Linked DNA regions of Sus scrofa: region 1 is linked to region 2. The links are chromatin contacts, called in public HiChIP or PLAC-seq maps. All regions are on one chromosome and are shown on one strand. The core of a region is the stretch at or near the end of the contact, and the rest is flanking DNA. Distances in the headings are between cores, read along the strand shown. Region 1 overlaps TP63 (tumor protein 63). Region 2 overlaps LOC106505765 (a long non-coding RNA gene).

Region 1 (2,941 bases), core at 95-2,594, 240 kb before region 2:
TAAAAATAAATTATATCTCATTCATCAGGAAAACCAACAGTGATTAAGGATTTTTTATTAACTGTTTCTTCATAATTCACTCAATCAACAAGTTATTAACTGGGCATCCTGCATGCCAGGCTCTGTTCTAGGCATTTGAGATAAATCAGGGCACAAAGAAGACAAATCTCCTGCTCTCATGGAGTTTACCTTCCCTTGTGAGGAAACATAAGTACATAAAGTAGTATATTAGAAGATGATGTTTATTATATGGACAAAATTGTGTAGTAAGGAACTGCGGATTAGAAATATGGGAAGTGGGGGTCAGGTTACAATTAAATAAGGGGCCATGACCCCTGAGCATACACTGTCATTGAAAGACTTTTCTTCTCCTCCTCTATATGTTTTATTTTTGCTCAAAAGTCGATCCTATATATTTTGCTTAAAATTATAGAAACTATGTACTCCCAATGGAGTAGCAGATATAATAATATACCTTTGAAGAAATATTACTGTAGAAAATTTGCAGTGGTTATTAACCTTTCCAAGCAAAATCTGTAAGCTTCTCATGAAATGCAGTTGATCACATAGGGTTTCTTAATTACTAATTTCTTTAAAAGAAGCAGTATTTCCATTACAAATTAAATAAATAATATATCTAAAACATGCATTTTTTTTTTAGTCCACTTGTTCTGAAACTCATGTTTTTACTGCTACATTTTCTATTCTTGGAAACTGAAAACAAGGAGGGGGAGGAAAGAGGTTTTTTTTGGGGGGTTGTTTTTGTTTTTGTTTTTTGACAATGTCCCATTTGGCTTTTACTTTCCTAGGAGGGCTGCATCCACAATGACGAAGCAACTGTACCCTGTAGAATTAGGAAAATGGCAAAAGGGATGCTAAGCTTCCTGAGAACAACCATGTAGAGTTTGAAATAGCTTTCTAGACAAACACAATCAACTGATCCTCTCCATCAGCGCCCTGGATTGTGGTGTGTGACTAGAGAAGCCATAAGGAGAAGACTTGTTGAATTGGGCCCACTAAGGGGGAGGTCGTTGGGATGAGCTGACAGGTCATATTTAATGACTATGGTCAATGGTTCATCACACAAGTTAGACATATGAACCAGTCATTGTTTTCGCACAGATATTTACAATGCTAGAAATATGTAATGCCCTGGTAAAGACCTAATTTGTAGGACATGACTAAGAGAAAGTCCAGAATGACAGAATAGTCACTGTTGGCCTAAAATCTTAATCTGAAGAACCACATCAGCACTCGGGTTGCTATCTGGTTACAGTGACCCTCCTCCTTGGGTATTAAAAACTATCCACCCGCAAGTTGGCATAGAACATCGGTGTCATTTGTTAGGACCTCTGGAGTTCTTGGAAGTGACAAAGTGCGAGACAAACGCTATTATTTATAGTCTGTCCCTGTTCAAGGAAAAAGATTCATGGGCCGTTGCTGCCAAGAGTAGCATTAGTTTTCCAGCCTGACAACTTCATTGCAGAGTTCTCATTGGTTGAATCTGAACAGAATTCTTTGGGAAATGAAAATCACGACATTCCCCATGACTAGAGAAGCATATTTCAAACCCAAGCTGCCTCTGGTTTCCAGTAGTGTTTGTACCATACACATTCTCACATGGCTTGACAATGACAACCAAAGCTGTTTTGTCAGGGGATTGTGGGTGTAGCCAGCCACCACCTCTAGTCTCAAATCTGATTCATTTGCTTTTCTCGCTTTTTAAAACTTTTTCCCCTAAGATTTATCTCTGCTGTTTTATGTGTATGAATTCCAATGTCATGTTTCTGCCTGCTTAATATCTCCTGTTTGGTCCTTTACTTGATGTGAAACAATGGATCGAGTAAGGGAAAGGTGAATAAGGAGTGAGGGCAAGAGAACCAAAACATTAAAATACACAGCAAAAACTTTCTAACTGAATTAAACAATTGTTGAATACCTACTATGTGCAGGACTCAATGCTAGACATGATATATATTCAGAAATAACTAAAGCTTAGTTATTTAAGTAAGTAATATAAATGCCTTTAGAGAGGTATAGTTACATGGCATATCAGAAAAGAAATATAACACATTATTTGCAAAGGAAAGCAAAAGCTTTATTCACACATGCATTCACTCCTTCATTTATTATGGATTTGTGAGGTACCTACTATATACACTCAAGGAATATCAAAATAAGTAAGACAGCCCCTCCCCTGAAAAGCTGGAAAAGTAGGTTTCAATGTTAAGTGTGCATCAGAGAAGCCTCTAAAGAGTGTGTTAAAATGTAGATTTCTGGACCACAATGCCAGGTTTTTTGATTGAATAGGGCTCGTGTACCTGAGAATCTGCATTTCTATCACATTATAGGGTACTGCTATGTTCTCAGAATTATCCCTGGAGAGCTACTAGGCTAGAGCAATGCTTCTCAAATTTAATGTTCACAAATTCCCTTGAGTTTTCATTAAAATGCAATTTCTCATTTAATAGGACTGATGTAGGCCCCCAGATTCTGTATTATCCTATGCACTTCACTTTGAGTAGAGAAGGTCTAGTAGGTGGGCAGATGCTTGTAAATAAATATGTACAAAAGTAAGTTCCATTGTGATTCAGGGGTAGTAAACTTGACTAGTATCCATGAGGATGCAGGTTTGATCCCTGGCCCTGCTCAGTGGATTAAAGAATCCAGTGTTGCCATGAGCTGTGATGTAGGCTGCAGACGTGGCTTGCATCTGGCATTGCTGTGCCTATGGCATAGGCCAATGGCCATAGCTCCAATTTTGACCCTACCCCAGCAACTTCCATTTGCCATGGGCATGCCCTAAAAAGCAAAACCAAAAAAAATATGCACAAAAGACATTATGAAATAAACAGAAATTAAGACATGCCTTGGGTTTTGTAGGGGAGATTTTAAGAGTGTACAGATGGAACAGGTTCACTATAAGCTGAGGGTGTGTAAG
Region 2 (2,993 bases), core at 423-2,922:
AAGACTTTTGATATCTCTGCTCCTCAGTTTCCATGTTTGTAAAATGGGAATAACAACCTCCTCCTTGCTTCCTTCGCTATATCACAGAATTTTTGTCAAGAGTAAGAGAAGTCATTTATAATTTAAAAATTTGGAAAACTATGGGATGGTACATGTGTGACATTTTTCCTCTGATTATATTTATTTCTCTTTTTAACCTCCTTCTCAAGCTCTACTCCATGTACTTTGAATCTGCCATCATATTACAGACATTGCTCTCTTAAGCTGTTTTATGTCCTAGATTATTTGACCATTTAGCTTGATGATTGCAAAAGTCTTTTCAGTATTAGTATTTATTTTCTTGCCTTTGGTTACCTTTCACAGTTATTGTTATTTATTTTTTCCATTACCTATAATTCGTTACTATTATGTCATTGTTTCAAAAACTGGGCATGCCAGGTGCTAAGTTTTATTAAAGGTGAATGTCTTAATATTGTGTTTATTTGCTAATGATTAAAATAGCCATTTTTCTTTTTATTTATGTCTCTGTTATGTTATGATGGCTTTCCTTTTATTGAAAATATCATATTCAAATTTTTAATCTGCATATTTGTTCACACTACCCCACAGTGTCATACCCAAAACATAATAGTAAAGTCATTACTACAGCAAAAAAATGTTTTTTTTCTTTTTGTATAAAGGAGGTAGAAATCACTGTGGGACACTTTAGATGTTTGCCTGCTATAGCCATCTTAAACTGACTGAATTAGCGATTATACATATTCATACCCACACAAAAGGTAAAATAATGCCGAATGGCAACAGAAATTAAAATTATTTGACTTATACAATAGTGGCAGGTGTAAGATTTTGGAAATGTTTTCGTTTCTCTGAGCCTCAGTTTCTTGTTATTAAAATTAGGTTAGTAATACTCCTTGTATATGCCCTATAGGCAACTGTGGTGAAGTTATAACAATGGGTGTAAGTGCCATTGATAAGCTGCAGAAAGTGACCAGAACTGAGAGAATGTGTTTCTCAAATTTGTTGGCTGCAATGGTGTTTGCAGGTAGAGATGAGCCAGGGACCAGGGCCGACATTCACAGTCCATGAATCATTACTCAAATTCTCAGTCATAAAGTCAAGGGCAAGTCTGAGCTATTCTTTGATTTGTTGTGGTTTTATGCCCTTTAAAGCCACGCCTACCTATATAGGAACCAAGAACTAATGAGAAACTCGTTGAAATGCCTGTTCTGTTGGGTACAGCAACCTGGGGCCCAACCCTTTCATGATGAACCCAGGTGGATTTTGTTAACGGTTTGCATCTGGTTTCCAAACTTGCCCTCACATAACCTGGGAGTCCTAGTTCAGCCTCCAACTTTAATGAAGACAGAAACCTCGCATACCAGGGCAAAAAACCATTCTTACAAACCTCTCATAAGCACAGCTTGGGTGTCCAAAGCTACACAAAAGATGCTAGTGTTGCAGGGGTTTAACAACCAGGCAGAGGCATTTAGATCTCACCCTGGGCTCATTACCATAGCCCAATGTAAGAACACAGAGACCACAAAATTGCTGTGTGTACTGCAGCACTGCAGTAAGCTTCAGCTCCTGGATCATCGTAGGGCCAGGGAAATGTTAAAAAGCACAAGGCCTCGGGTAGCCTCTGGGGGAACTACTGGAATGTTGTTTATCTTCAGACCGCAACAACTGGTCCAGTATTTCACAACAGGAAGGTCTGTCCTGGGGCTCAGACGTCGAAGGCTTAGAGAAGCAAGGCCTGAAATAACCCCCCTTCTCTTCTACCTTCTGTCTCCCCACCCTCCTGAACCCCTCTCCCGCCCAACAATTCATTAAAAAAAAAAAAAAAAAAAAAAAAAAAAAAAAAAAAAAAAAGGCACAGCCTGGGCTGCGACCTTGAAATAGATACAGCTTTCTGAGCAGCTTGCAGTGAATTTAATACTCTGGCTGGGCAGGGACACAGCCTGATGCAACAGGACTTTAGGTGAGAGGGAAACTAGAAACTATGCCCTTTTTAAATTATCATTATTATCTTAACCCCTTGGTTCATAAAAGTCTCCCTTTCTTCTACAGCTTTTCAGAAGTTCAAAAATATTCTCTTTGATCTCTGTAAGAGAAAGGAGAAATTTGATCATGATACAAATTCTAAAATGATAGTTCCTGGCAATTTTGTTTTAGCTCCATGTGACCTGTGAGAATTCATTTTAAAAAAAAGTAGCTCAGTGATCTTGGATAGATCCATTAACCTCTTTAAGACAGAGTATGAACATTCAGAGGACAGATGACCAGAGCCTATATTTGGATCCATGAAGTGAAGAAAGTGCATGAGCTTTGCAAGTCTCGGCTCCAGAGACCTCTGAATCTCCCCAGCAAAGAGCACAGAACTCCAAAGACTCAGTGGTTGTATTGTTTAAAACAATGGGAGCAGATTATTGTTAAGAAAAGAATCGTTATACATCAGACCATTCCTGAGCTTTTTGAGAGTTACAAGAAAGACCCATTGGTCTCTGTTATTTATGATCGAATTTCATCACTTCAACCCCTTTTTGCACAACTTGCTTCAACTCAGCGTATCTTTCCTATGAAGGAGAGGAGGAAGAGAGCTGGATCCAAGATAAATCTTCTTCTGGAAAACCCAGAGTGGAGAAGCCCTTGACCTGAAGACAGATGACTAAATGATAATTGTTTAAGAAAAATGTAACTACTTCATGCCCAGCCCCTTCTTGGTCACATTTAACCCTTACCATTCTGGCAGGTAATAGTGTACCTACTTCTGGTACACCTACCATGCCCAGTCTTGCATGAAAGACAAATAATACTTACATTTTGCACTCAAGAAAGGCACAGAGAGGAGTTCCCATCATGGCTCAGCAGAAACAAATCTGACTATTATCCATGAGGACTCAGGTTTGATCCTTGGCCTCGCTCAGTAGGTTAAGGATATGGCATTGCCGTGAGCTGTGGTGTAGGTTGCAGACACAGCTCAGATCTGGTGT

Evidence for each region. HiChIP or PLAC-seq counts read pairs in DNA pulled down with a chosen protein or histone mark.
Region 1: a contact with region 2 is called in an H3K27ac HiChIP or PLAC-seq map of skeletal muscle. The contact joins two enhancer-like sites. A contact is called at or near these places in 1 of 47 Hi-C or Micro-C datasets (skeletal muscle) and 1 of 2 datasets of contacts at active chromatin or transcription factors (skeletal muscle).

Annotation. Positions count from the first base shown.
Region 1 is chr13:127,130,179-127,133,119 of Sscrofa11.1, reverse strand. The region is part of intron 2 of TP63 (tumor protein 63); the gene reads right to left. Among named protein-coding and RNA genes, the nearest start is that of TP63, 16 kb to the right of the region's middle. Within about 2 kb of position 1,344, at least 1 of the 83 cell types and tissues checked has an H3K27ac peak or open chromatin away from gene starts, as enhancers often do. A contact at or near this core is called in skeletal muscle, where this site is marked.
Region 2 is chr13:126,893,405-126,896,397 of Sscrofa11.1, reverse strand. All of the region lies in intron 5 of LOC106505765 (a long non-coding RNA gene), which reads left to right. Among named protein-coding and RNA genes, the nearest start is that of TP63, 220 kb to the left of the region's middle. Within about 2 kb of position 1,672, at least 15 of the 83 cell types and tissues checked have an H3K27ac peak or open chromatin away from gene starts, as enhancers often do. A contact at or near this core is called in skeletal muscle, where this site is marked.